Linked DNA regions of Sus scrofa: all the other regions are linked to region 1. Evidence: chromatin contacts called from public Hi-C and promoter capture Hi-C data. All regions are on one chromosome and are shown on one strand. The core of a region is the stretch at or near the end of the contact, and the rest is flanking DNA. Distances in the headings are between cores, read along the strand shown. Region 1 holds the start of TRAF7 (E3 ubiquitin-protein ligase TRAF7). Region 2 holds the start of NDUFB10 (NADH dehydrogenase [ubiquinone] 1 beta subcomplex subunit 10). Region 3 holds the start of GFER (FAD-linked sulfhydryl oxidase ALR). Region 4 holds the start of ZNF598 (E3 ubiquitin-protein ligase ZNF598).

Region 1 (3,203 bases), core at 496-2,995:
TGGTACTGAGCTCTCTTTGACCTGCCAAAGGCACTCTTCTGTGGGTTCCTCTTTCTCCTAAGTCGATACCGAAAACTCTGATCTTCTCCATTCCTTTCCAGAAAGACACAGCCACAGCGGACTTACGGAAGGGAGCCTCAGTTTGGGGCCCTGCCTTCCCACCAGTTGTCTCATTCAGTCAGGCGGCCCATCTCCCTGCTCTCCCCCAGAAGGAGCATCTGGCTTCCTGGAGATTATGCTGCGATAGGATGCAGGCACCTTGAGACACAGGGACTGGGGCTTCCATGGGCAAACCTGAACGCCCAGAGCAGTGCCAGTGGGGATTTGTGATGGGGGGGGGCAAGAAAGGAATGAGGAAGAGGGAGGCCACGCACTTGGCCAAGGCCCAAGCCAGGTGAGAGGGCCTACGTGTGCTTGGGGGGGGGGGCGACCGGAGAAGGGTGGGCTGACGGGCTGGGCAGCACAGGGCTCTGAGCAAGGGGCGCAGCGATGCTGAGTGGCACCCTTCCCCTCCTCCCAGGGCAGGGTGCCATCCGGCAGGACCCCAGACTCGGCCCCAGCTGATGGCCCTGGCCTGGCTCAAGACAACCAGGCCAGGTCAACAGACTTGGAGAGAGGGCCCCACCCCCCTCTTCCCAGCCTCCTCACTCTCACCGACTTCCCCACTGAAGCCAGCGGGCCTCCTCCACACACAACCAGAGGCTTCTTACTGGACTTAGACCTGATGGCCGCTCTCCTGTGCTGGATCTCCCAACAGCCTCCCTTGTCAGCACAGGACAATCCCCGTGAGGCCTCCCCGACTTCACCTCTCCCTCCTTGCTGGTGTCTGCCAAGCTTTCTCACTCTAGGCCTTTGCATCTCTTGCTCCCTTTGCTCAGCAAGCCCTTCCAGAAACTCCCCAGGCCAGACAGACTGCTCACTGCACCGCCCCCTCCCCAAGCCATTCAAGAGCCCCCCAGGACTCTCTCAACGCCAGGTTTCTTTCTTTCGCGGCACTTATCACAACCCCTCAGGACTGTCTCTGTGTATGGTCAGTCCCCCCCACTTTCTAGATCCCTGCTTCTCAAAGGGGGAATGCATGGAAATGTTTGGAGACATTTTTGGTTGTCGCATTGAGAAGGACAGGATACTGGTTTCTAGAAGGTGGCGATCAGGGACGCTGCTCAACATTCTACAAGGCACGGAAGGGAATGATGGCCACGAAGTGTCAAGAGTGGTGAGACTGAGAAACCCTGCGCTCAGAGAAACCCTAAGAGCCTAAGAGAACGAGGGTCACACTCTCCGTAGTCTCCCGGCGCCTATAACAGTGCTGGGCACCCGGCGGCGATCAGTAAAGGCAGGAAGAAGGAATGAATAAGGAGAGTATGGAGGAAGGGAGCGAGCGACGGACCAGCTGATGGACAGACAGGGAGATCCCGGCGGGCCTCAGCCCCGCCCCCCAAACGCGACCCCCCCCCCCTTCCCGGGCCCCCAACACGCCCTCTCCCCCGGCCCCACCGCGCGGCCCCAAGGCGCGAGCCCCAGACCCAGTACGCCGCGCAGACACTCACCCGCCCGTGGCCGCTCGAGAACGGCAGCACCACCCTCCCGCTTCATCGTGCCCCTCGGCCGCTGTCCGGGAAAGGGACTGGACGCTCGAGCCGGAAGCGCTCTGGCGCTGCGCCCGCCGGGATTCGTAGTTCCCTGGCTCCCGGGACCCGCGGCGGCAGCCTTACGGGAGGTTCTTAAGAAACTATGACTTCCGGCGGGCTCTGACGTCGCAGAGCCGGATTGGTGACTTCGGAATCACTCTATGTTGCAGATCGGAGTCTGATTGGTTTTGTACATCCGTCGTTCACAGTTGGGTTCAATGGCCTCTGCAAAAGGGTGGAGTTTCGGCTGTCAGGTCCAGGAGACCGCCCCCAAAAGAAATGCCAAGGCGCGATTGGTAGAGACCGGGGAGTAGAGAGCGGAGCGTATCAGCGGTGAGGAGGGCAAATACTTCCGCCCGGCTTGCCCAATCGCAGAGGTGAGGCAGTTTCTATAAAAGCTTGAGCCTCGCACCCTCGCATTCTTTCGGAATCAAGGAAGAGATCGGTGTGCTCATTCTTCCTACCTCTGTGCACCACGGTCCCGGGAGGACCTGGGCCCGAGGTGGGCCGCGGAGGTGGCCTAAACCCGCCGGCCGACCTAGCCCCCAGGTCCAGCCTCCGTCTGAGCTCCTCCGTGGCCCTCAGCATTCTATACGTTCCTGCCCCCACTTCCCAGTTCTGTCCCGAACCTCCAGCGGTACTTCTCCCTACAGGTAAGGCTGGGCTGGGCCTGCTTACTCCTTTCAGCTCTGAGCCTATGATGAATTGCTTTGACTTCTGACACCTCGTATGAAAGCTGCACGTGCAGTCTGATTATTTTTGCAAGACTGAGGCTTCAGGGTGAGCGCCCTTAAAAGACCTGGGGGTGAAAACAGGCCTTGGCAGAATTGGGTTTCGGTCTACATTTGGGCGCTGTCTGTCTTTCAGGAACATCGGTGACCTGGCAGAAGACTGCGAGGCAAATCATCCATGGGGGCCTGGTTAATAAGGTGGGAGTCCATGTCTGTCCAGAGTGCTCAGCAGTGAAGCAGAGGTGGTGAGTTGATGGGAACGCATGTGTTTCACTCTCACACCTGTTGGTGTTAGGAACGGAAACCAGACCCGGGTGAGTCAGAACAGGGCATTAATCATCGTCCAAAACAGGACGCCTGCTCCCAAGGAATAGGAGGATAGAGCTCCCTTGAGATCCTATACTTTGCTTTCGCCACTGAGGCACTCTGAGATCCAGAAACATCTGCCCTTCAGGCATATGCCATCTCACTGGCACATTTCCAGAATGAGGCTAAAACCCGGGACAACCAAAGGTGGAAAGGTGATACACCTCTATATGCCTCAGGACCTCAGGCCCTAATCACATACTGGAAGGAGGGATCCCCTCCTCCCAACTGCAGCCCCCTTGGAAAGGGCCATAACCGGTCACCTCTCCACCCCTACATTGGTCTGTGTTTCTGGACCGGAAAGCTGGATAGACCACTCCCCAGCTAAGGCGAGCTCCAGGAGAGACCAGTGGGATTCCCCACTACACCTGCGAGCCACTTGGAGACTTCCGCTAGCCCTTAAGCCTCGGCTAAGTAGACATGTCCCTCGTGATCGGCAGTAGACCAGGCCTAGTCTCTGGACCCACCCCTGGGA
Region 2 (3,203 bases), core at 205-2,704, 180 kb after region 1:
TGCAAAGAGAACCCCAGGCCCCATTGGTCTGGACAGGCCACAGTTTGGGCTCTTAGCTTCGTATTTCTCACAAGCTGTGGAAGACACAAATACCCAAAAGTTCTCCACTTTTAGGAGGCTGGTAACTGGACGCCCCAAAAAGATTGTGTGTGTGTGTGTGTGCCCCACGCATGGGTGGGCGGGCAGACAGTTTACAAACAGTGACGTTTATCCTTTATGGAGAGCTTCTTGTAAGCCAGGATCTCACTTGTCACCACAGCAACCCTACGCGGGGCAAGTCCCTTTCATTTACAGGGAGCCACCAGCAGGAATTCCAGTCCCCGTTCTGCCACTGCTGACTTTCTAGCCTCAGATTCCCCAAAGGTAAATTAACAAGTTGGACCCAGTAAGATCGCATCCACCCAGACATGGAAAACTGTCTAAAAACCACACAAAAGAGGAAGCAATTTTCCACGGCTGGCTTCTCCATACTTGGGGGAAGGGGAGATATCCGGTTCTTCCTCCTAAAACAGAGGCACTAGAGCAGGTCATGCACCCTAAATGTTGTGTTGTTGAACGAACGAATTGATTAATTAGATGCTTGGATGAATCGCCTGGCACCAGTGACAGGGCAGAGCGTGCTTTTGCTGCTGCCCCACAGAGCTGGCTGAACCATAAACAAGACAAGAACGGTTTTAAACATTCACCTGATTTGGACCAGAGATGGGGGGATGTGGGGAGTTCTCAAGCGTGGCCACACACGGAGGACAAGTTATAGCACATCGAGGTGGAGGGGGCCTCGGCCGTCATTGAACACCTGGGCCGTTTTGCAGGCAGGCAAAGGGTTACCAGAGAACTCCTGCGGCTCAACAGCCCTCTGCTGACCGCCCATCGTGCAAAGGGCAGGATGCAAAGCGTGCGGGGAGACTGGGATCTATCAAGCCTCGAGTCGCAGATGACTTCGGTCCGCAAACAACCCCTAATATTCGAGCGAGGCCGGGGACCAGGGGTGCATGAACCGCTCTCCAGGCGGCAGAGGCCATAGAGCAGAGGGCTCTCGGCGGGTGAGTGGCTGGGCGACCCGGAAGGCGAGGCCTGGGGTGCAGTGGAGGGGTCCAGGCTGAGTGACAGCGTCCGGGGTGCGGGGGACGCCGGAAGCGGTAGGGGGCCGGGGGGAACGCCGAGACCCGGCTGGGGCTTGTACCTCTCGCGAGGGTCACGGGCCGGTCCACGAGGAGGTCGAAGATCTTCGTAAGGTAGGTGACAGGGTTGGGCAGCGAGGTCTGCGGCGCCGGCGCCGGCGTGCGGCGCGGGGGCTCAGGGTACACGTCCTTGTCCCAGCTGTCCGGCATGGCGGCGTCGCACAACGGCCTCCGTTCTCGGATGCGTTGCCTTGGCCTCTGCCTTGGTCCCGCGGCCTTGTTCGCCCGCACAAGAGGACACCGCCGGCGGCCGCGCCTGCGCAGAACGGACGGTCGACGCCCGCGAGGCACTATGGGACTTGTAGTTCTCCCAGCGGGCTCGAGGGTGGCCTCGGGAACCGCTTCGAAGCGCGAGCTCCTCCGCGTGGGACTGTGGCGCCACTACACATGCGGCAACGCGTATCGTGTGCTGGACGCTGGTCTCGGCGCTTGGGATAGAGCAGTGAAGGAAGGAGAGATCCCTGATGCAGACGCATCTGCAGATGTCAGATGCAGGAATAAGGGAACCATTCAATTTTTTTTTTTTTTTTTTGTCTTTTTGCCATTTCTTGGGCCGCTCCCGCGCATATGGAGGTTCCCAGTCGGAGCTACAGCTGCCGGCCTATGCCAGAGCCACAGCAACGTGGGATCTGAGCCTGTCTGTGACCTACACCACAGCTCACGGCAACGCAGGATCCTTAACCCACTGAGCAAGGCCAGGGATCGAACCCGCAACCTCACGGTTCCTAGTCGGATTCGTCAACCACTGAGCCACGACGGGAACTCCCCATTCAGTTTCGATGGCAGGCAGACACATGCCAAGTGCAGCAGGTTGGCGAACACAGCTAGGCTCTCCTGGAGAACTCAGGCCAGAAGAGCAAACAAATCATACAAACTACCAAACGCCCTGCTCTTCCAGGAAGCCTTCCTGGATTATCCATTCCCTACAGCCCTCTCTGGGCTTCACTGTGTCTGCCACGGCCCCTCATGGACTGGCTAATGCCAGTGAGCTTGGGCGGGGGATGCTGTTTGGGGCAGCACAGGAGGCAGGGCTTGCCCTCCCCACACCCCTTCTCCCCCAACCAGGAGAAGTGACTCCTACCCTGGGTGCAGGGCACGCTGTTTGGGTTCTGATGGTTCCATCCTGCCCCTGAGTATTGTTGTGCCCCTGAGGGAGCCCCCTAACCAGGGCCCTGCTGGCTACCCTCTGGGATCTCCACACCTGACACAGTTCCTGGCTAGCACCAGGGAGGATGGGTGCTGCTTATTTCCTGCCCAGAGTCTGGGGTCATGGACATGAAGTCATCAGCTTTCCAGAATCACAGAAATCTCAAATCTTCTCATCATGAACTCTTAGAAACTGTCAGGCTCAACGAATCAGCACTGGCCTGTAGCATCCAACTGAACTGGGGACCCAGCAAGGGAAGGCTGAGTCTTTGCTGAGACCCACAGTAACCAGAAGAATATGAGAAAGCAGAATACGGTACTCAGTTAAGGGACAGCGCCAAGATGATGGCTTTCTGCTGCCACCCAACAGTGGACAGACTTGGAGCTCATGCAGCAGAAACAGAAGGCAAACGAAGGAGTTCCCGTCTCTGGGTCAGTGGAAAGGAATCTGCAGCTTGGATCTGGTGTTGCTGCGGCTACGGCTCCGATTGGACTCCTAGCCTGGGAACTTCCATACGCCACGAGTGTGGCCCTGAAAAGACAAATAAATAAATAAATAAATAAAAAGTTTAAGCTCATATAAGTGTCTACATGTCTTTGCTGAACAGGAGAGATGGACACAACATTGTAAATCAACTATTCTTTTTTTTTTTTTTTTTTTTTTTTTTGTCTTTTTAGGGCCGCACCCGCAGCATATGGAGGTTCCCAGGCCAGGACTCAGGAGTCAAATGGGAGCTGTAGCCGCCGGCCTATGCCAGAGCCACAGCAACACAGGATCCAAGCCGAGTCTGCCACCTACACCACAGCTCATGGCAAAACTGGATCCTTAACCCACTGAGCGAGGCCAGGGATCGAACCCGAGTCCTCATGGATACT
Region 3 (3,203 bases), core at 440-2,939, 160 kb after region 1:
GGAGTGCCCCTGCAGCAGCAAGACCTGCCAGACACCTGGGCCTGCTCAAACCCTCACCCGCGGAGCTCAGCAAACTCAAAGAAGCACCCTGGGCCAGACATTAAGGCACAGACCTCGACTTCATGGCCTCAAAACAATCAGGAAGCCTCACACCCTTGCGTCCTTGGCCCCAGGCAGTGTACAGAAGGGATGGAACCTGCACAAAGGCATAACTGAACACCAGATCTGCTTCTTAGCACCCACGGCCCTGCTGCCTCAGCTCAGTAAGAGACTTTGTTCTAACTGCCCAGGCTTCAAACAGCAAGGGCTGCCCTGCCCCTCAAATCCAGCCCAGCCTATGGGTGCCACACCACAGTTCTTGGGCTCCGCAATGGAGAAAAGGGGGCTCTCGGGAGCAAAAGCAGTGAGTTCCCAAGGTCTTGAAATTGGCAGTCCTGCTCCAGCAGGTAGCAAAGCGGCGCCCTCCACACCTGCCAGAGCCTCCAGCAGTGCTAAGCAAGGCATCTCAGGAGGGAAGTGCTCCCCAGAGTTCTGGGGCGGAAGAAGCCCCAGGCAGCTTGGCCCTCGAGGAGAAAGGAGATGATCCAAGATCCCTCATCTGCTGCTGGCCCCTGCTCTCGGCAACCCTCTCCCACCTCTGCCTTTATTTCTCTAGGCTTCCCTTTATGACATCAGCCAGGCCCAGGCTCCCGGCGGGACTGGCTGCGGTACCCAGGACTCACACAACTTACCTCCTCCTTATGTCTTCAGCACACTCCTCGCATGGGTAAAACTTGGAAAATAAATTTACCAACTGAGCCATATCTTGCTGCTGTTCTGGGGTGGGCAGGTCGGGGTAGTAAGCAGCCAGGGTGTGGAGTACAGCCCAGCTGTGGCGGCCGAGTTCCTCGCGATCTGGAGGACAATCTTCCCTAAACTTGCTGTCCCGCTGTGGAAGGAGGCCGACCAAGGGTTAGCTCCGTTCCCCCGCCGGAAACCTACAAAGCTCCATTTTTTCTGCCCTAGCCGGAGGCCTACTGTCTGTCCTAAGTCCTAAGGAGGCTGGTCCGGCCAACAAGTGGCTAAGGGCCGAAAGGCCCGGCCTCCCTTAAGGGCTAGGCTTTGGGACAGCCACCCCTCAACCCCGGGGAAGGGGGCAAAGTCTTAGGGCCTGGAGGAGTGCTCCGCCTGGGTCTTGGGAACTCTGCCCGGGGCGCTTGACAACATGGTGTGCGGGCCGGGGCTAGGAGTCGGCAGGGCTCGCGGGCCTCTGCGGGAAGGAGGCGCCTCCCCAACCCCACGCGACATCTGCACCTTCTGCTGCGTCCGCATCCACGACTTGAAGTCCACGCAGGCCCGGCAGGGCCGCCTCCGGGAGGCGTCCTCGGCGACCTGAGAATCCGAGGCCGGGGCTTGGGAGGGCATCCCGGCTGAAGCGGCGGCATCTCTCCGCCCGGCGCCCCGGCCGCGCGCGTCCGTCACCAGGTCATCCACCACCTCGGAGCGCGCGCCGCCGGGCAGGAAGGAGAAGAGGTTCCCGCCAAAGCGGCCCCGCTCGCCGGGGGCCGCCATGTTACCCGCGCAATGCCTGCCGGGCCAGCTCGGTCTCCAGATGGGCTTCCAAGTCGGTCTCCAGGCCAGGGCGCGCGCCGCCGCCAGGGCGCGGCCGCAGGAGCCGGGAGCCCGGGCCGCGGGCGCGGGCGCGGGCGCGGGCGCGGGCGCGGGGCCTGAGCTGGGGCCGGGGGCGGGGTCGGGGGCGGGGCCTGGGCCGGTGTCCGGCGTGGAGGCGGAGCCGGGGGCCGCGGCCCGCGACCCGGAAGAAGCAGAGCTGGAGTCGGCGGCCCGGGCCCGCGTGTGTGCGGGGTTGGAGATCCTAGTCCTGGCCGCAGCCCTGGGCCTCGTTCCGCGGCCCGAGCCCGACTTGCGTCCTCCGTGGCGGCGCTCCCGCTTCCTCCAGTAGAAGACCAGCGTGTTGTGGAAGCGGCGCGGCCGTGCCGTAGCCTCTGGCTGCGGCTGAGGCGACGTCCGTTTCGTGGCCCGCGATGCCCCCATCGCTCCGCTCTGACCGTCCCGCGTGCCCGCTGCTAGGCCCTATGCCCTCGGCTGGGGGCGTCCTGGGAGCTGGCGCTTGGTGCTGTGGCAACATGGGGCGGGGCCGTGAGCGCACAGAGGCGATGCTGCCGGGGCTGAGCCTGCGGATCCGCCCTGGCGACGGGTGCCATGGCAACGGGTGACTGGCAACCCGGGGTGAGGCGGTGCCGGCAAAGGAGGCGGTGCGTGTTTGGGCTGCGCGCACGGAGCGGACCCTCCCGCTCCCGAATCCTGTAGCCTGCCTGAAGCGGTTAAACCCACGTCGGGAGTGGCCTCAGGGATACCTGTGCTTCCAACTGTGCATTCATTCATTCCGCAAATATTTGTGTAGTGCCTCATCTGTTCAGAGCTGCTCTAGGCGCTGGGCGGTGCCGGGAGAAAGATTCGAAAGTTTCTGACCTCCCCAACCCATAATCCAGTGTGGTCAAGACGGAAACAACAAAAATCTAAAAGGTGTCACACTAATAAATGCTCGGGGGCATGAATGGGGCGAGGTAAATGCGGGAGGCCTCCTTGAGGAGGTGACGCTTAGGCGGAGGCCTGAAGAATGAGGAATCACTGAGAAGGGCAATCAAGGCCGAGGAGGATCTTTGCTTCTTGTGTGGGTGGGAAGGCCAGCAGGACAGGACCTGGGTAGGGTGGTGGCAGAAGAGATCCAGCGGTGGCCAGGGGCCCAGCAGGGACCTCATCAATGGCCATGGGCGCTGGCAATTTATTCCAAGGACCCTGGGAATGTGCTGGGACATTTGGGGCCTGGTACTCTGGTGTGATCTCAGTCGCCAAGCTGCCTCTGGGGAGTGGATGTCACAGGAGCAAGTGAGGAGTACAGGCTTTGGGGGAGGATGGGGCTGCTGCAGTTGTCCAGGTGAGACGTCAGGGTAGGGTTATAGAGAGAGAGGAGTGGAGGGCGTCTAGATTGCTGGCGGTGTGGAGCAGGGGCTGTCAGTTGGCATGGGGGGGGGCAGTGCTTAGCATCCTTTTAGGTTCCTGGTGTGAGCAAACTGCCCATCTCCAACTTCTCTCTCTTCCCAGGAACAGGTCTGTCCCACCCTGTACCCTATCAGGCTAGTGGCCCCCACTGAGACTGGCAAGAGTGTGACAGCTAGACTGAAGGCACTTTGCAAAAATAGGCC
Region 4 (3,203 bases), core at 518-3,017, 130 kb after region 1:
CATGGGCAGCTGCTTCTAACTCTTTCAGCTATTTCTCCTTATGTTTGCCTCCATATTTTGTTTTTGTTTGTTCTTTTTTGGCTGCCCTGAGGCATATGGAACTCCCCGGCTGGGGATCAGATCCGAGCCAGCTGCGAATGCAGCCTATGTGGCAGCTGTGGCAACACCAGATCCCTGACCCACTGTGCCGGACAGGGGATTGAACCTGCATCCCAGCACTGATGAGAGGCCACAGTGGGAACTCCTCCACATTTTTCAACTCACTCCACAATTTTAAGTCTTTCTCTAGCTGCTTCTCCCCTCCCCTCCTCTTTGAGCTCAGGGAAAAAGAGTCTTTGCTTCCCTTACTGTCCTTTTGCAGGGTTTTCTGAGGGTGAGATGGCACCTGCATACGGCCAATCCACCAGGCTAACTGGTTCAATGATCCCTGTTCTGCAAATGAGGAAGCTAAAGGGTCAATGAGCTGATCGATGTTGCCAGCAAATAAGTAGTAGACCTTGGGTTTGCAGCTCACGTCTGATTCTAAAGTCCAAGCTCACATCACTGTCACAACACACTGTCTCTTTTCTAGAAGCGTTCAGATCTGGACTGGCCTCTCTGAGCAGAAGGGACGTCTGAGCGTGCCTGGACCCCGAGGGTATCGAGGAGGCACCCCAAAAGCTGCATAGACCTGAAGCTCTGGAACTGACTACCATCCCCTCAGCAAACGTGCCCTGTACGTTGCTCCACATCAAGCCTCCCACCCTACTCAGCTGGGTGGGCCCAGCCATGAAGAGGACAAGTTCTCCACCTGCCTTTTGTAGCGGGACGGCATATGGAAGTTCCCAGGCTAGGGGTCTAATCAGCTGGGATGTTGCCAGAGCCACAGCAACGCCAGATCCTAGCCGCGTCTACGATCTACACCACAGCTCATGGCGATGTCAGATCCTTAACCCACTGAGCGAGGCCAGGGATCGAACCCGCAACCTCATGGGTCCTAGCTGGATTCGTTTCCACCGCGCCACGATGGGAACTCCTGAATTGCCTTTTCTGACGGGGACTGTCTTTGTGTCTGGGCGCATGCGTGTCCCAAATACGAGAGAAAGATCTGGGTTGGAGAGACATTTGGGTTCTTAATAAGGTTGCAATATTTAGCAAGTAAAAATACAACACTCCCAATGAAATTTGTTTCAGCTGAACAACGAACAACATTTTTTTTTTTTTTGTCTTTTTGTCTTTTGTTGTTGTTGTTGCTATTTCTTGGGCCGCTCCCGCGGCATATGGAGGTTCCCAGGCTAGGGGTTGAATCGGAGCTGCAGCCACCGGCCTACGCCAGAGCCACAGCAACTCAGGATCCGAGCCGCGTCTGCAACCTACACCACAGCTCACGGCAACGCCGGATCGTTAACCCACTGAGCAAAGGCAGGGACCGAACCCGCAACCTCATGGTTCCTAGTCGGATTCATTAACCACTGCGCCACGACGGGAACTCCCGAACAACATTTTAATATAAGTATGACCCATTGATATTTGGGACACACTTACACTAAAACATTCACTGCTCCGGGAGGGGAGGGTCCGAGCAAAGGGGAGCCCGATGCTTGTGGCCGGACGCCAGGGCTGCGGGCGACCTCCGAGCTGTCAGCTCCGGCTAGAGCGCCGGTGCGGGTAGCGCCGCTCTAGCCTGCACCTCGCTGATGCGGAAGTCGCGAGCGCACTTCCGCCGGGCGGGGCCGTTGCTGGGCGGGGCGGTGACGTCGCCCCGGAAGGGGTGGGCCCGCCGGGAGTCTGGCCGTGCCGCGCCGCGCCGGCCGGGAGGGGGCCGGATCCCGGACCATGGCGGCGGCGGCGGCGGGCCCCGAGGGGCGGCGCGCGGCGCTGGAGGCGGCGGCGGCGGCGGGCCCCGAGCGGGGTGGCGGGAGCTGCGTGCTGTGCTGCGGCGACCTGGAGGCCACTGCGCTGGGCCGCTGCGACCACCCGGTGTGCTACCGCTGCTCCACCAAGATGCGGGTGCTGTGCGAGCAACGCTACTGCGCCGTGTGCCGCGAGGAGCTGCGCCAGGTGGGCCGCGCCGGCAGGGCCGCGCGTCGGGGCACCGAGGCGGGCGCGGGGGCGCGACCGGGCGGGGCGGCGTGGCACCCGGCGGCCGGAAGGGGACTTTGCCTTTCTGATGTCCGGCTGCGGCCCTGGTGGCGCCGGCTTCCAAAAGAGAGGCCTGGCAGGGCCACCTGGGGCGGGGTACCGATCCTGGGGCCGACTGTGGGGGGTCTGGGGCTGGGGGGCAGGAGGTGGCCGAACTGGTTTGAAGAGGCAGATGTCCCTGGAGAGACAGAGCCTGGGGACTTCTCTTCCTGCGCTTCGGTAATTCCTGCCGGGCCACAGGAAGGGATGATCCAAGCAGACACGCCTCGACCTGCTCATCTTTGGGAGGTTATTCCTCAGGGGTCTCCGTTCCCATGGAGGCTACGGGGAAAGTGAGCACCTTCGGAGACAGTCTGTCTTGGAAGCAGAGGCTCCAACTGAGCATTTCCAGCCTAGCTGTGTCTCTGGGCCTCCTTGGGTGATGCTCAGGAGACTCCTCTGAGACTGGCGTTTTTCTTCTATTAAGTGACAGTTGCACTTAGACCGGCCCACCAGAAAGGAAAGCAGAACCACCGAGGTCTCCTCAGGGTACCTGGGGGGTGGGAGTAAAAGTGTGAGCAAGTGTTTCTCCTCTTTGCCAGTTCCAGCTGGTGGGGCTCTGCTCCAGAGTAGAGGGGAGGGAGTTTCTGACTGTCAAGACTTGGAAGCCCTGGGGAAGTGGGGGGCACCACGGAGCTCTGCTCCACAATGCCAGCTGCTAGCTGCTGGCTGCGAGTACCTAGCTGGAGCTCCTTGCTTCGCTGTGCTTTGAGATCTGTTTGCTTCCAGAGTTGTGAAATTCCCCTGGTTTCTTCATGGAAAGCTTGGGCTGGTGACATGTGCCAGGGAGTCTGACTTTCCTTTTCCTAGAAGTGATGCAGAAACGTGGTTTTTTCACTTTTGTTAACGAGACATTTATGGTCATGGAGCCAAGGAGATGCTGAAGGCCCACTGGGGGCCTATTCTTTGTGTTAGCCAAAAAAAGAAAGACCCTTGGAGATGCCGTCAGTCTACAGTCGGGTGGACAGAGACGGCCCCGGATCTGGGAGAGCTCTTGGTGCTGGAGCAGTCAGGGAAACCTTCGATCTGTGACTTAGTCAGAA

The links. Promoter capture Hi-C pulls out the DNA fragments that hold promoters and counts their contacts. A called contact is a pair of places that touch in the nucleus more often than the background predicts.
Region 2: a Hi-C map of liver shows a contact between it and region 1, with 3 times the contacts expected there. The contact joins the promoter of NDUFB10 here to the promoter of TRAF7 in region 1. A contact is called at or near these places in 1 of 5 promoter capture datasets (liver), 7 of 47 Hi-C or Micro-C datasets (blood, embryonic fibroblasts, heart right ventricle and 4 more) and 2 of 2 datasets of contacts at active chromatin or transcription factors (alveolar macrophages and skeletal muscle).
Region 3: a contact with region 1 is called in a promoter capture Hi-C map of fetal skeletal muscle, with 5 times the contacts expected there. The contact joins the promoter of GFER here to the promoter of TRAF7 in region 1. A contact is called at or near these places in 3 of 5 promoter capture datasets (fetal liver, fetal skeletal muscle and skeletal muscle), 3 of 47 Hi-C or Micro-C datasets (epiblast stem cells, liver and skeletal muscle) and 2 of 2 datasets of contacts at active chromatin or transcription factors (alveolar macrophages and skeletal muscle).
Region 4: a contact with region 1 is called in a Hi-C map of liver, with 9 times the contacts expected there. The contact joins the promoter of ZNF598 here to the promoter of TRAF7 in region 1. A contact is called at or near these places in 3 of 5 promoter capture datasets (fetal liver, liver and skeletal muscle), 13 of 47 Hi-C or Micro-C datasets (alveolar macrophages, embryonic fibroblasts, epiblast stem cells and 8 more) and 2 of 2 datasets of contacts at active chromatin or transcription factors (alveolar macrophages and skeletal muscle).

Annotation. Positions count from the first base shown.
Region 1 is chr3:39,826,705-39,829,907 of Sscrofa11.1, forward strand. TRAF7 (E3 ubiquitin-protein ligase TRAF7) reads right to left here and starts at 1,746. Exons shown (of 21, transcript XM_003124733.4): 1 at 1,551-1,746.
Region 2 is chr3:40,004,196-40,007,398 of Sscrofa11.1, forward strand. It overlaps NDUFB10 (NADH dehydrogenase [ubiquinone] 1 beta subcomplex subunit 10), which reads right to left and starts at 1,455. Exons shown (of 4, transcript XM_021086798.1): 1 at 1,184-1,455. The coding sequence starts at 1,331. RPL3L (60S ribosomal protein L3-like) reads left to right here and starts at 712. Exons shown (of 9, transcript XM_021086793.1): 1 at 712-1,043. The coding sequence starts at 993.
Region 3 is chr3:39,982,762-39,985,964 of Sscrofa11.1, forward strand. GFER (FAD-linked sulfhydryl oxidase ALR) reads right to left here and starts at 1,690. Exons shown (of 3, transcript XM_003124726.4): 1 at 1,294-1,690; 2 at 732-928. The coding sequence starts at 1,551.
Region 4 is chr3:39,961,129-39,964,331 of Sscrofa11.1, forward strand. It overlaps ZNF598 (E3 ubiquitin-protein ligase ZNF598), which reads left to right and starts at 1,768. Exons shown (of 12, transcript XM_013987818.2): 1 at 1,768-2,040. The coding sequence starts at 1,816.